Regions from separate parts of the Mus musculus genome. Here region 1 is linked to region 2. A link is a contact called in public Hi-C data. All regions are on one chromosome and are shown on one strand. The core of a region is the stretch at or near the end of the contact, and the rest is flanking DNA. Distances in the headings are between cores, read along the strand shown. Region 1 holds the start of Sash1 (SAM and SH3 domain containing 1). Region 2 overlaps Ust (uronyl-2-sulfotransferase).

Region 1 (7,397 bases), core at 3,854-6,353, 520 kb before region 2:
GGTTTAAGAATGTTGATGTTTACAAGACTTGTTTGTTTGTTTGTTTGTTTTGAGACAGGGTTTCTCTGTGCAGCCCTGACTCTCCTGGAATTCAATCTATTCTCTAACTCAGAGACCCGCTTATCTCTGCTTCCAGATAGCTGGTATTAATGGCAAGTGCCACCACACCCAGTCATAAAGTGTATCTTAATTTTAAGCACAATTCCAAAGAGAAAATATGCTTAAACATATAACTGTCTTTACTGTTATTTTTATTATATTCACTGTGAAGGCTGATGAGAGATGGGTAATACAGCTTGGTGGGAGAGGCTGGGCACACGAAAATGAACAAACACCCAAAACACAGAAAAACAAAAACAAACAAAAACCATAGAGTACAAACGGAGGTGACTGCAGAGTCCTTGTGACCACACCCGGCCAGAGGTAGCCTCTCAGCTTTGTGACTCATGACCACATACCAGGGCTAGGAATGACTTCTTGTGACCCAAGATCTTAGGTATGATGAACAAGGAAGGAAACTCAGATCTGGCCTCACTGGATGAGTGTGGGTCTGTTTGTGGGGAGGGGCTGGGAAAGGGGGCAAAGTTCTACTGGGTAAAGATTCTTGCATAATCACCAATAACCTCACAACTCTGAAAACAGACGGAGTTTCCCTCTTTTACATAGGAGATAAATAATTTGCCAAATGTTTAAAAAACATAACCGTAACTTGTCTCATTACTGATATTTGTGCTTTCTGGGTTGGGATTTAGCTCAAGTGGTAAAACACTTACTAGCAAGCCTAAGGCCTAGGGTTTAGTCCTCAGCTCCAGGGGATGGGGGTGGAGGGCTGGGGGCAAATTAATATTTGTGCTTTCTATGGTAAATCTGTACTTTCACCACCACACTTCCTGAAGTCCAGTTGCCTTTCTTGTTGTTGTCATGACGGCTTACTCAGACTGAATCAAGAAACCTAACTACCTTGCAACTTCCAGTGGTGTGGCCTGAAAACTTGGAATCCTGACTCACCGAAAGAACATTCACAAAAAGTCATTATAAACATGTATATGTAGTCCTGTGTTTTATAATAACATACGTGTAACATATGACATATGGTGATAATATGTCAGCCATTTTTAATACATTTACTTGAGCTGACCACATTTATTTGTAATGGTCCAGGCCTGAAATCCCAGCACTTGGGAGGCAAAGGCCAAGGCTATCCTTTGCTACATAGTGAGTTCAAGGTTAGCCTGGGATACTGCCTTAGTCATTGTTCTATTGGTCTGAGGATTCGCTCACAAAAGCTCAATTCTTTTACTTATTTATTTTTTGAGGCAGGGTTTCTCTGTATAGCCCTGGCTGTCCTGGAACTCACTCTGTAGACCAGGCTGGCCTCGAACTCAGAAATCTGCCTGCCTCTGCCTCCCAGATGCTGGGATTAAAGGAGTGAGCCAGCACCATCCTGGCAAAGACTCAATTCTTAATCCTAATCCTTTCAGATAGCACCACTCCCTGGTGATTTAGCATTCAAATACGGGAGCCAAAGAGGGCCATTCTTATTCAAACCATCACCAGGACCACAGAAACTCTCATAGAAGAAAGCATTTAATTGCTTTTTGTTTCAGAGGTTTAGTTCCTATCCTCCGGTGCAACAAGGCCACACCTACTTTAACTAGGGCTCAACTCCTAAATCCTCCAAATCCCTCCAAACAGCACCACTCTCAGTTGTCTAAGCATTCAAACACTGGAGCCGACAGGGTCCATTCTTATTCAAAGCACCACCATCCATAATATCAACAAACAAAAGCATTGGCCAAGCTGGAAGAGAGCCTGGGTGGAAAGGGCATCGTGGAGCCATAGGATCTTAGTGTTCTCTCTCCAGAGTTTACACTTTCCTTACCTTGACAGGGTTTGTGGAAATCAAACATAGACCAAAATCAGATGAAAAATGAAGATGAGGGATGATTGTAATTCTTTGATAAAGGAAAAGGAATAGTTTAAAGACCTGGGAAGGCATTTGTAGGAGAAAAGACTCATTTTCGGGCAATGTTTAGTTACATTTTAAGTTAGTTCATGAAATTTGATAAGGAGATTCAGCATTTACTTATGTTTGTTTGTTTATTATTTTTGAGTGTTTTATATAGCCAAAGCCAGCCTTTAACTCCTGATCTTTCTGTCTGTGTTGGGGTGTATAAGCTTAAGTCATTAAAAATAGACAGAACACACACACACACACACACACACACACACACACAAAGATAGATAGAGACAGAGAGAGAGAGACAAACACTTCTGTTTCACCTTTATTATTATTATTATTTTATTTATATGAGTACACTGTAGCTGTCTTCAGAGATTCTAGAAGAGGGCATCGGATCCCATTACAGATGGTTGTGAGCCACCATGCGGCTACTGGGAATTGAACTCAGGACCTCTGGAAGAACAGTCAGTGCTCTTAACCACTAAGCCCCTGGTCAAAATTATCTGTTCCAGAAGTAGAGGGGTCACTAGACAGTCAGGCAAAAATGTAATTTGCCACCATAGACATAGCCATATGCCCACCCCCAACATATTGTCTATCTCCTTCCCCCAGCCAGGTGAGAGGCACTGCCAGGAAAGGGAGCTCACTGTGAAGCAGATTAAAGGGCAGCCTGCTATAAGCGCCAAATGCTAGCTAAGGTTCAGATGTAGCTCATGTGTTACAGCAAGGCCTTGCTAGCTTTAGGTGACCTGGAAGCATCCTGGCCTCTGAAGGGCCAGCCGGGTAGCAATTAGCTTGACTTTACTTCCTCTTGGATAGGGAAACGGTAGCATGGAAAGGCCCTCAGGTCATCTGAGTCAAAAAGACATAGAGTCCTGATTGGTGTCTGGATGGGTTCTTCTTAGACCCAACCCCACTCCTGCTTGCATAACTCACTCTGTAGGCTTTTATGCAGAGAGCAGACTGCATGTCTCCACCTTAAAGATCCCTATAAAGTCTATTTTCCTTTTCTCACCATTTATTTTGGTGTCTTTATAGATAAAACCATTTTCTTCCTTAGTGGAGTTTGTTTCGACTCCTAGCATCAGACAGCACCAGTGCAGCTGGCAGCTGGGACACAGGTTTCTCCGACGACAGGATAAACCAATTCAAGACAAATTAAGTTCGAAAGGCAGGTTTATTGGGGGGCAGCTCTCAATCGGTTCACCAGTCCCAAGGAACAAGACCAGGGAAAGTCACCATGCAGAAAGGAAGAGGGTGGGGGGGGGGAGAAATTAAGAAAGAGGATGCAGAGAGAGAGAGAGAGAGAGAGAGAGAGAGAGAGAGAGAGAGAGAGAGTGAGTGTTGAGGGAGAAATAGACGGAGGGAGGGAAGGACGGAGGAAGGAGAGAAAACAAAATGTCTGATTATATAGGGAAGAGCCCCTGGGGGAGGGGAAGCCCAGGTCTGGTAGGCTAGGGCCAGGCAAAGGGGACTGAGGGATTCTGGAAAAATCTAGAGGCCAGGTCCACTTTGAAATGTTAAATGGGCACCTAGTTCACTCCTCCCAGCCCTGAATCCCAACATCTGGAACTGCATTAGCCCAGAGAAACTTCTGGCCTGGCTCCACTGATTCAGACTCTAGGGCTCTTCTTCAGTTACTACACTACACCACACACACACACACACACACACACACACACACACACACACACTACCCTCCCAACCAAAAAAGTTTGAGAAGGGGTGGTAAAATCTTGTGTGTGTACATTCACTTATACACATACCTGTGGACGGCAGAGTGATGTCAGGTGTCTTTCTCTACCATACACCACCTTATTTTTTGAGACATGATCAATCTCTCCATGAACCTGGAGCTTACCAGCTGTCTGGAATGGCAGCCACTAAAGCCACGAAAATCCCGATGTCTCTACTTCCCAGCCTTATAGGCCCATACTGCTATGCTAGGGTTTTACTTCTTTTTACGTTTTGACATTGTGGGTGAGAGCTATTCACCCATTACTTAGACTGCTGTTCTCAATGTATGAAAGCTGAGAAAGAGATGAAGACACTTCAGAAGTAATTGTTCTATCCGGGGGACCCTCACTTCATCCCCTCTCCACTCCACCTCCTTAATAAGGGGCAGATTCCGTGGGTTTCTTTAGTTTCACAAAGTGAGCAGCCACAAAATCAAATAGGATAGGCACTGTCATCTCTTAGAAAAAATTTTTTGATTGGTTTTTAAAAGGAGGAGGAGGGGGAGAAGAGGGAAAAAGGACCTCTTCAGGGATATTTCCCTCTGGCATTTTCACTTGATTAACATATCGAGGCCTGAACTGTGCATGGGCTTAGCGGCCATAAAATTAACTTTTATTTTGAACATACCCCTTGCCTGTTTCTTCCACGTAAAACAAAACAAAACAAAACAAAACAAAACAAAACAAAACAAAACAAAACAAAACACACCCTTACAGCTCAGAGAGGGTCTCATTTAAGTATCCGAAAACCCTAGAAGTGCACAGCACTGCGGCCACTCGGGAGCCGAAACGCCCGGACTTACGACCCAAACAATGGCTCGTGACCAGGCGAGCTTTGTCACACTTTGTTTTCCAAGAAGCCTGACAGACAGGACTGTAATTCCAGGGGTTGTCACCATACGGACTCCTCTTAAACTCGAACTCAGCGAGCGGCTTAAAGATTAACTTTCTGCAGTTTCAGTGGCGGAAGGCGCGGGTGAATGGCGCGATTGGGGACTTGTGCAGGGCCCCGGGCCCGTGGCGCGGTGGCGCTTTCAAAAGGCGATTTGTTGGCCAGGCTGAGGCTCATTTCCATGCAAAGCGCCTGACATCAGAGCACCTTTTGTTGCTAAACGCTTTCTTGAGCCTGGAGGGGAGGGAGTCATGTGGAGTTGGAAGAGCTCATTCTAAAGAGAGGGGTCCAGGACTAATTAGCCCGGGTCCACAGGCGTCACTGTCCCCTGCCCAGCCCTGCACAAACTCTCCAGTAGAGGCGAGTGGTGTGCCACCCGGAGCCGGTCCCCGAAGCAGGACGCAGCACCCGTGCGGTGTGGCTCTTGTCTCCCTGGTCCCGTGAACTCCCCGCCGCAGCCAGTGTTGTGGACTCTGCTCCAGCTACCCTGTTGCTGCGCGGGGCCGGGCTAGGAAAAGTTTCTGGAGTTGTCAATCGCGGTCGCCCGGGATCGAGGTGCCAGTCCTGGCAGTGGTGCTCGTACCCAGCGGAGCCTGGGGCATGCGACGCGGGGGCGCGGCCCGGTGACGCCGCGGGCGGGGAACTTGCGCCCCGTCGGCCGACGCGCTGCTGCGAGCGGTGGGCAGCGCGGGGACCCGGACGCGGACGCACGGGGACGCGGCCATGGAGGAGGACGCGGGAGCTGCTAGCCCGGCGCCGGAGCCTGAGCCGGAGGTGGATCCCGCCCGGGAGCTGGAGCCCGAGGCCGGTGTCTCCGAGTCAATCTCCCGCCTCTGGACCGACGTGATGGGCATCCTGGTGAGCTACCTGGGGAGGCAGGCGGGGGAAGCGGGGCTCACCCCTCGCCCACCTATTGGTCACCCTTCTTCTTTCCGCTGTATTCTCTATATAGGGGTTGAAACTGTAATTTAGAAAAACCAAACCAAACCAAACCAACCAAACAAAAAAAAAAAACCCCTACTTGTCGGGTCACATCAGAGACACCTCTTGAACAATCGACTGTAATTAGGGACACCTGCTTAGAAAAGTTGGCGTGGAAAAAGCCAGAAAGAGTAGATGTAAATACTACTTGTAAATATTTGGCGAGTGGACTCCTCATGGCCTCTCGGTATTGATGTTTATCCGCACAGGGCTTGTCCTGTGCCCATGAGAGGAAAACAACCGTTTCCTTGTGCAGAACTACCACGGTGTTTACTTGCTCTGCCCTCAGCTCTTCTAGTTTGTAGAATTACAGGATATTTGTTTTATATGTTTGGCGCTGAGAACAATAAGGCATATATTGCTGAATCTGTGCTGATAAGGGGTTTTGAACTGCCGGGCGTGGTGGCGCACGCCTTTAATTCCAGCACCTGGGTGGCAGAGGCAGTCGAATTTCTGAGTTCGAGGCCAGCCTGGTCTACAGAGTGAGTTCCAGGACAGCCAGGACTACACAGAGAAAATCTGTCTCGAAAACAAAACAAAACAATCCCCCAAAAACAAAAACAAAACAAAAACAACAACAAAAAAAACCCAAAATCAAAAACAAAACAAAACAAAACAAACAAACAAAAAAACCCAAAAACCAAAACCAACCAACCAACCAAACCCCCCCAAAAGAGGTTTTGAACTGGCCAGTGGTTAAAACTGCCTATGGATTTATCTTAGTTCTGGAAAGTAGTTCTACTGAGGATGAAATTTTACCTTGGATGGATAGGGTGTTAGCCGTGTCTCTGGTGTTAGCCGTGTCTCTTTAGGAACGATATAGTTTTCTTCATAGTGGTTAAGGTCTTGGGCTTTGGAGCGAGTTAGTCTGGTTCAAATCCCTGCTCCCCAGGGTTTTAGCAGTGCCTCTTTGGGCACGATACAGTGTTTAGTTTTCTCCATAGTGGTTAAAGTCTTGGGCTTTGAAGTTAGTTAGCCTGGTTCAAATCCCTGCTCCCCAGTTGTCTGTCTACAATTACCATATCAAGGTCATTCACTCCTGACTCTCCAATTCACTTGAAAAACAGGAAGACATGTGTCTTGGGTTTTATGAGAGGCACTATGTCCATGTGTATGATGCACTCAGCATATTGCCAGATGAATGGTAGATGGTCAATGAATACAGCTCTGTATATATTTTTTCTTGCAAATAGAGCCTATGTCTCATCTTTTTGGACATCTTGAAGTTCAGTGTATCTCATTTTCCTGGGTTAAAGATTTCTGTCTGTGCTTTCAAATACATAATAAAAGACATATTTACCTACGTTAGAATTTTATGTATGTATGCTGTGTACGTAAGTCTTTTGGATTTAAAATCTGTTGCGTTTCCTAAACTTTTTCAGAGATACATACAATGCTCAGTTGAATTGCAGGAAATCAAGCGATTGTTTTGTGAGTGGTGACAGACAATCTTAAGTTTTAGACCGGCAGACACCTTATCTTGGTTCTTGCCCAGAAGCCACTCTGACTTTTCAGTCAGAGAATGCTGGTTTGATAGTATCTCCTGTTGCCATCCTTTAGGTGGGTGTGCCCTGGGTGGGTGGGTGGGGGAGGGGAGTGCTGGGAAAAGTGAAAGTCACACCGAGTGCTGTTTGGGGAGGAGGATTGGCAGGTCACCCTTTCTGAATATTTGCATCCCTTTCCCTGGCAGATTCCAGCCCTGTCGGGGTAGCTGTAGCTGAGTGTTCTTTGGCTGAGGTAAAAGAAGGGGTGGGGCCCTAGAAGATCAAACCTGGTATTCAAAGAGCAGATGAAAGAGAAAATAGATGTTTTCTTACTCAGCCTG
Region 2 (7,034 bases), core at 1,416-3,915:
TCTCCCCCATCCTTCTCTCCCTCCCCCTCTTTCTCTCTCTTTCTCTCTCTGTATGTGAACTCTTTATCTCTCTATTCTCTCTTCCTTCCTATGGCAATCTCCTTGGCTTCCTTCCTTGGGGCCAGAGAGCTCGCCAGCCCTAAAGTAGCTTCCCCATAACCCTACATTTAATATAATCTAATCTGACTTGAATTGGCTCATTTTACCGGCAAAGACATAATTTATCACTGATGACAAACTATAAATCACCCTCCAGAAAAGTGATATCTGTTGGAAGATGACAAAACCCTGGTGATAGGAAGACAACATGATCAGTCGGAGGGGTGACCTAATGTTTCAGTGTTGCTTTCTTTGAATCCAATAAATCCATTTATGTTATGTATAATAGAAAACAGGGCTCATTTTTCTGGAAGTAAGAATATTTGTTTAGGGCTTGGAGAGATGTCTATATCTCAGTGGCTAAAAACACGTATTGCTCTTGAAGAGGACCTGGGTTCAACTCCTAGCACACACAACCATTCCTAATCTTTAGAAATAAAAAATAATTTTACTTTTAGATTTTAGCTGATTTTTGAGACTTCCACAGCTTTGAAATGGGAGGTAATCATAATGCCCCTGCTGTATCCCCAATGTTGTTTGGGGAAGGGGAAAGGGGGAAGGAAGGGAGAAGAAGGGGGAAGAAGGGGGAAGGGGGAAGGGGGAAGGGGGAAGGGGGAAGGGGGAAGGGGGAAGGGGGAAGGGGGAAGGAAGGGGGAAGGGGGAAGGGGGAAGGAAGAGGGAAGGGGGAAGGAAGAGGGAAGGGGGAAGGGGGAAGGGGGAAGGGGGAAGGGGGAAGGGAGCCAGCGCTTTTTGAACAGAAGGGTGCTGCCTGTGGCTCTAATGAATGAAGACAGGATGACCATTTTTTTCTGGACCTTTGAGCTATTTGTTTCCTCCCAGGTCTCTGAGTGTGATATCTTGCTAATAAACAAGATGGCCTGCTGTTCAGGTGAACCAGCCTGAACTCTGAGCGGCTAGACTGTTTAGCTTCTGCTGTTTAAACATAATGAAAGGCAAGCTGGGTGGGACCATTCCCAACTGTCTATCAAACTCACACCCTCATCATGACCTCAGGATTTTACCTCTTCAGTGGTGGAGAGATTTGAGGATGAGAGCTTTCTCTCCTTGAGCTACAGAGAAAGCAGGACAAAGTCACCTGGACTGGCCCCAGGGCACACCTACCCCCACCCCCACCCCCACCTGCCCATCTCTTTCCTTCAATGACTGAAATCGAAGATCCATTTACTTCTGGCATTCACTGTGTGAGACATGTGAGAAAAATGACCATTGTGAGGCTATTGCGCAGCAAGAAGAGCTCAGGTAAAAAACAGACTTAAGTCCTCTAGGCTTTGGGCCAGCGGAATGGCTCAGTGGCTAAAGGCCCTTGCTATGCAAGCTTGAAGTCTCAAATTCAAATACCAGAATCCAGAGTGGAAGGAGAGAACCGACTCATACCAGTTATCCTCTGACCTCCACACACATGCCACAGTATGCTTGATTGCACACAGATACATTAATAATAATAATAATAATAATAATAATAATAATGATAGTGATAGTAAAAATAAAAATAATTGCATCAAAAAAGTGAACTTCCATAGAGAGTACTACTCCCGGCTACTAATGTGCGTTTTTGGTCCTTGCAGGATTGATGGCCTTTGGAGAAAGTAGCTTTTAACTCCTGTTATTGACTGCAGCTTGCAAAACTATAAAGTGTGAATGGGTGTGCACACATGTATGCATGTTCATGTGTGTATGCATGCACGCTCCCCCCCCCCCAGCACGCAAATCAAATGGCACTTAAGACCCTGTGCTAATCTCCTATAGCAATAGCCATGGCATGCAATTCCAATGTATGTGAAACATTGCCTATCCATATTATTCCTTAAGGGTTTGTAACATGCTTTGTGCTTCTGTTTTGGCTTTGAAAATATGTTGTAATTATATACCTGGAGGAATCTTTTCACCTGTCAATCAGAGGTACCCAAAGTGAGTCTGCACTTATGTAAGCTCTGTCCTGCATGACTCTATTACAGATTGCTGAAGGACATTACAACCAGGGATGTCCAGAGAGGTCATTGCTTCTTGCGTAGTCATAAACTCTCCCTCATATTGCGCTTCATCTCTTTTTTGTTGCTTCTCTCTTTAAAACCCAATAGCCCCTTTCCTCTGGCTAAAAAGAATATGCCACTGGAGTGGTTGTGTGGTGATAAGAGCAGTGGGCACAGTATGAGGTTTTGAGAAGTTCAGGTCTTTTGATTTAGAACATGATTCTGTAGTGTCATTTAAAAGCATCACGGATAATACTACCAGTATAGCCAAAAACAAACCGAGATGATAAATATCTTCTATGTACTTCATAGAGCCATTATGGGGGTTGTTCAGTGGCCGCTGAGGTATAGGATGGTCAATGAGGCAGGGCTTTTTTTTTCCCCCCCTCTGAAGATTGCTGCAGCAGTATTGGGAACTTTGCTGCTGGAGTTTAAGGAACCTTCAGATTAAATTTGTGTCTCTTTGCTAACGGTGGGAGTTGGCCCTGATTTCTGAATATCTATTTTCCTCTGCTTCCTCCCATGTTGAATAGAGACAAAAGGCCCTACAGGGTATGGCTGTTGAGAGGATTAAGAGAAAGGAGCCACACACTACGGTTAGGGTAATCTATTCACAGCTAGTGAAGGTTGGGTTGCTTGTTGGCACTGGGTGAGTAAGCAGTTTGGCTTGTATTGATGTGTGTTTGCAAATAGAAAGAGAGCACCGGAGAATTGCAATACCAAACCAGGGTCTGGCTTTCCTGGGCTGTCTGGGGCTGCTTTGTGCTTCTTTAAGAAAGGTTCAGAGACTGGGTAGGTCAAGTCTTTTTCTGGAGGTTCTGAGGGCTGGGAGGTCCAAAATCAAGATGTGGTCTATTGAGACCTGCATTCTTAGGAGACAGGGATACCTGTATCCTTGCATGGGTGAATCTGATTGGGTGAGAGGACCAAATGCTTCCTGAAAGGCTCTTTTGTGAGGGTCTTCATCCAATTTCCAAGGGGAGGGGCTATATCTTAATACCCTTCCATCAGCCACTGAGAATCAGCATCTGACCTTTGGCCTTTATTGGTACTTTAAATTATTGTAGCTGTGTAACCAAGGATGAAATTAAAGCAGAATCACAAATATATATATATATGTACACACGCACACGCACACAAACACACACACTAAAATCATGCAAAGAACATTTTCAGTGTGCACATTGCAGTATATTCTAGGAAAGGCATCCTTCCTGGTAGCCTTAGCCTGCTCGTTTGCATTCTCTCTGACCTTAGCCTGCTCATTATTTGCATTCTCTCTGGCCAGTGGAATTGACAATAATTTAAATGCACTTTTGAGTCGTGATGTCCAGAGAGGAACCAAAAGCAGTGTTTTCCGAAAAACTGAAATTAGAACCCATAATGCACGTCGGAATTTGGAAGTCACTCTGTTGTTTATCTCTCTCGGGAAAGCTGTCAAGATGCTTTACGGAGGTGTCAGCTCTTGGAAATAGTCTCAAAGAAGCCACATTGTGTAAGAGGGAAAGTACCCTTTAGATGAACCTGACTCATTGCAAGTCCGTGGTAATTCAAGGAGGGCACGGGCTGACTTGTGCTTTTTTTTTTTCTCTAAAAAGATCAATAAGACATAAGGTTGAAGGAACAATTGAATTACAAAGGAGAGCCACTTCATTTCAAGGACTTCTTAATGTGCAGAAAAAGAGCAGACCAATTTCCTACCGGCTCCAGCCTTTTCTTAAGTTTAACGTTGGGTTGGATCCAGTACCTGTTAAGAGTGTGAAATCTCTAACAGGAAGGTTTTTCAATTTGTCCGTCTGAGGAGCCCTAGGGTGGAAATGTGCTAGCTAACACATTTCTTAACCTAATTCCATTACTTAATGCCACTAATTAATGAATTGTGCATATCCATACATCCATACATATATACATACATACATGCATACATACATATTGTGTATTTAGCTCAAGTCTGATTAATTTTCAAATCTGAAAATTTGTGTTAAGTAGATTTTATTCCTAGCAAAAGTGTGCCCTTGTTACTAAGTATTTTAGTAGTTATATGCAGTTTAAGTAAATGATGGTGGAGTTACAATTTGGAGTAACGTTGATTTAATTGCGAAGGAAGAATAACTTGTTTCTTGTGCACTGCAAGCCAGTTTCTGCTTCTGTGAAGTCTGTAGGAGAAGAAAGATCCCCAGAATCCGTTTCACAATCCTAGAGTCTGCGAGGTTCCTATCTTTTGTTTTTTTACTGTGTGAGTGTAAAAAAGGCAGCCACCATTATTTCAAATAAGAGAAAATTTTATTTTACTTATTATATTTAACTATTTACTTATGCCATTTATTTGAAATCTTGGGTATTAAGGCATATGTAAAACAAATTGAGAACATTAAAATTTATATTTTAATTATATAAATATCGATATTTTTATTTTTAATCGTTCAAACACAAGTGATTTGAATTACTCCTATGAAGATAGCATATGTAGTGTGCATATAATTCCCAATTGCTAACGAAATAAATATTTTTCTCTTGCTTTTATCAGAATTAGTTCCAAAATAAGGAAATATTTTTACTGCACAGTAAGAAGCTATTAGTGAAAAAGCTATGTCATTCTTTTTGGGGAATTCCAGTGACATAAAGGATTCAATCAGGTCACATGGACTTCTTTAAAACTTATCCTCAAAGCCTGGTAGATGGCTCAGCAAGCAAGAAGTATGTGTCATCAAGCCAAGTGTGACACAACATGAGCTCAGTCCCTAGACTCCTCTAGGTAGAAGCAGATAACTGACTCTGCAAATTGTACACACACACACACACACACACACACACACACACACACACACACACAAACATACACAAACATACACAGGCAGACACTTAAATGTGAAAGACATGTATGTATGGGCTGGCGAGATGGCTCAGTGTTTCAAAGCACTTGCTGTCCTTACAGAGGACCTGAATCCAGTTCCTAGCATTCACATTGGGCAGCTTCATAACTCAAGGTCTGGTGGATTTGGTGTCTTCGTCTGGCCTTCAAGGGCACCTGCATACATGTGACATATGCCCTCTCTCACACATATATAAATAAAAATGCATGTAAATATGCATTTATTGGTTTATCTTCATTTTCTCATTTTGAGTGGGTGCGTGACTATTGAATGCTTGAATTATGTACTGTGCATCAGACCAAATTAAGGAGCATTAAAATGTGTTTTCACAGTTCCATGTAAGTGCTATATTTCATAGTCTAGAAAGCTTAAAATAATTGTGTATGCATGTTTGTGTGTGGTATGCCCAGGTGTGCCTGTCTCAGTGTACGTTTAGAGGTGGGAAGAGGGTGTCTGGAGTCTTCCCATGTCTCTGTTTATATCCCTCCTTTTCCCACTCACCTATTGCTAATAAACTTTTATTTATTAAGAAACAAATCCCATTTAGTTCTCTGACAGAGAATAGCTGCATACATTCTGGAGTGCTATTTAAAGTCTCATGTTCTGATGTTGGAATATTCTCATTGTGTATTCAATTTAATCACTTCATCTTACTGTCAAATGTCTAGCAAGGCACTGGAACAGACAGTCCCCATATTAGCAGCTCAGCATGTGTGTATTTTTCAAATGTATTCAAAGATTCTCCAAATACGGTTGTCACTGCTGAAGCTGGTGGGCTCTCTACATATTTTTGTGGACGATGCTACGTGTCCCCTGTGGAAACTTCCATGCCAGGATACATATTTTATAAGGCTAAAACCTAATAAAACTGTAATTCCTCTCTGGGAAAAATAGTCACATTTAATGGAAAGTAATTTAACTTCCACATATTCTAAAACACTGGTTTTAAACAGTAATAATTATAGTATCTGCTAATGTATGTGAATGATTTGTGTCTGATGCGAAAAGTTCTTTCTGCAGAATCCTGAAGGACCCATCAGTACTGAGGGTCACACACCATCTGTTGCTCAGACATGGGAAGGGTTTCCAAAGTCTTATGCTGACAGCACTCAAAGTAGTGGCTTGAATTTTTTTTTAATATATGATTTAAAAGTCTTAGATATGTGCATCAGAGTGAAAAGTCCCACATCACCCTGAAAAAGGTCCACTGATCTTCTATTTCAGGTGCCTTGGGCAGGTGGCATTTGTTTTGTTTTACAGTCAGACCTGTAGGTACCTAGGGACCAGCAGCTCTCAGAGCCTAGGCTATTCGATGCCATGGAATATAAAGGTGATCTTGGAACTCTGAGAGGACATGTGCTAGCATCCTGCCTCCATTCCCACTTTGAAGATTAACAGTGGCTATTCTACTATTGTCAACATTCCTGATAGGAAGATAAGCCTTCTAGATAGGAATTCCCCATGAACCCCATTACAACATCAAAAGTCATCATCAATGTGGTATGCTCAAACAGCTAGAATGCAAGTCTCATTCACAGGATAGGTAGTATGTGCTACTTTAGGAATGGTATTTCTAATTATACAGAGATGGAAAAAAATTAGCAGAGCATATGGAATAAGGCTCTGCTTCATTCGGGACAGGCAGTAGAATTATATGCTGCTTATTTTACATTATTAAGTTGTTGCAGGCTAATAGAACCTAGAATTAACGTGCTTTCTTTGGGGGGAAACACAGATAAATTTTCTAAATTAAATATAGAGTCTATAAATCTTCTAAAGTAACTCTGAATGCTTCTTTTAAAGTTGATTTCTTATATAAATGAGGTGTATGTGTCTGTGTGTGGATGTGTGCTCATGAGGGCAGGTGCCTGGGAAGGACAGAAGAGGTCATGGACTCCTTGGAGATGGAGTTACAGACAGTAGCAAGGTATGGGTCACAGGCACAAGGAATTGAACCCAGGTCCTCTGTGTGTCCTTAAGCACTGAGCCGTCTCCCTGGCCCCTCAGAGGATGCTTCTTTGATACTCCTTTTTATCTGGTCACCATTTTCTTGTTTTAGAACTCTTTAACA

Evidence for each region. Hi-C and Micro-C count contacts between places; a contact is called where the count stands out from the background.
Region 1: a Hi-C map of embryonic stem cells shows a contact between it and region 2, with 2.5 times the contacts expected there. The contact joins the promoter of Sash1 here to the enhancer-like site in region 2. A contact is called at or near these places in 1 of 484 Hi-C or Micro-C datasets (embryonic stem cells) and 3 of 115 datasets of contacts at active chromatin or transcription factors (bone marrow-derived macrophages, embryonic stem cells and extraembryonic endoderm stem cells).

Annotation. Positions count from the first base shown.
Region 1 is chr10:8,883,776-8,891,172 of GRCm38.p6, reverse strand. It overlaps Sash1 (SAM and SH3 domain containing 1), which reads left to right and starts at 5,103. Exons shown (of 20, transcript NM_175155.4): 1 at 5,103-5,449. The coding sequence starts at 5,315.
Region 2 is chr10:8,360,027-8,367,060 of GRCm38.p6, reverse strand. The region is part of intron 2 of Ust (uronyl-2-sulfotransferase); the gene reads left to right. Among named protein-coding and RNA genes, the nearest start is that of 4930573G07Rik, 150 kb to the right of the region's middle. Within about 2 kb of position 2,665, at least 27 of the 459 cell types and tissues checked have an H3K27ac peak or open chromatin away from gene starts, as enhancers often do. A contact at or near this core is called in embryonic stem cells, where this site is marked.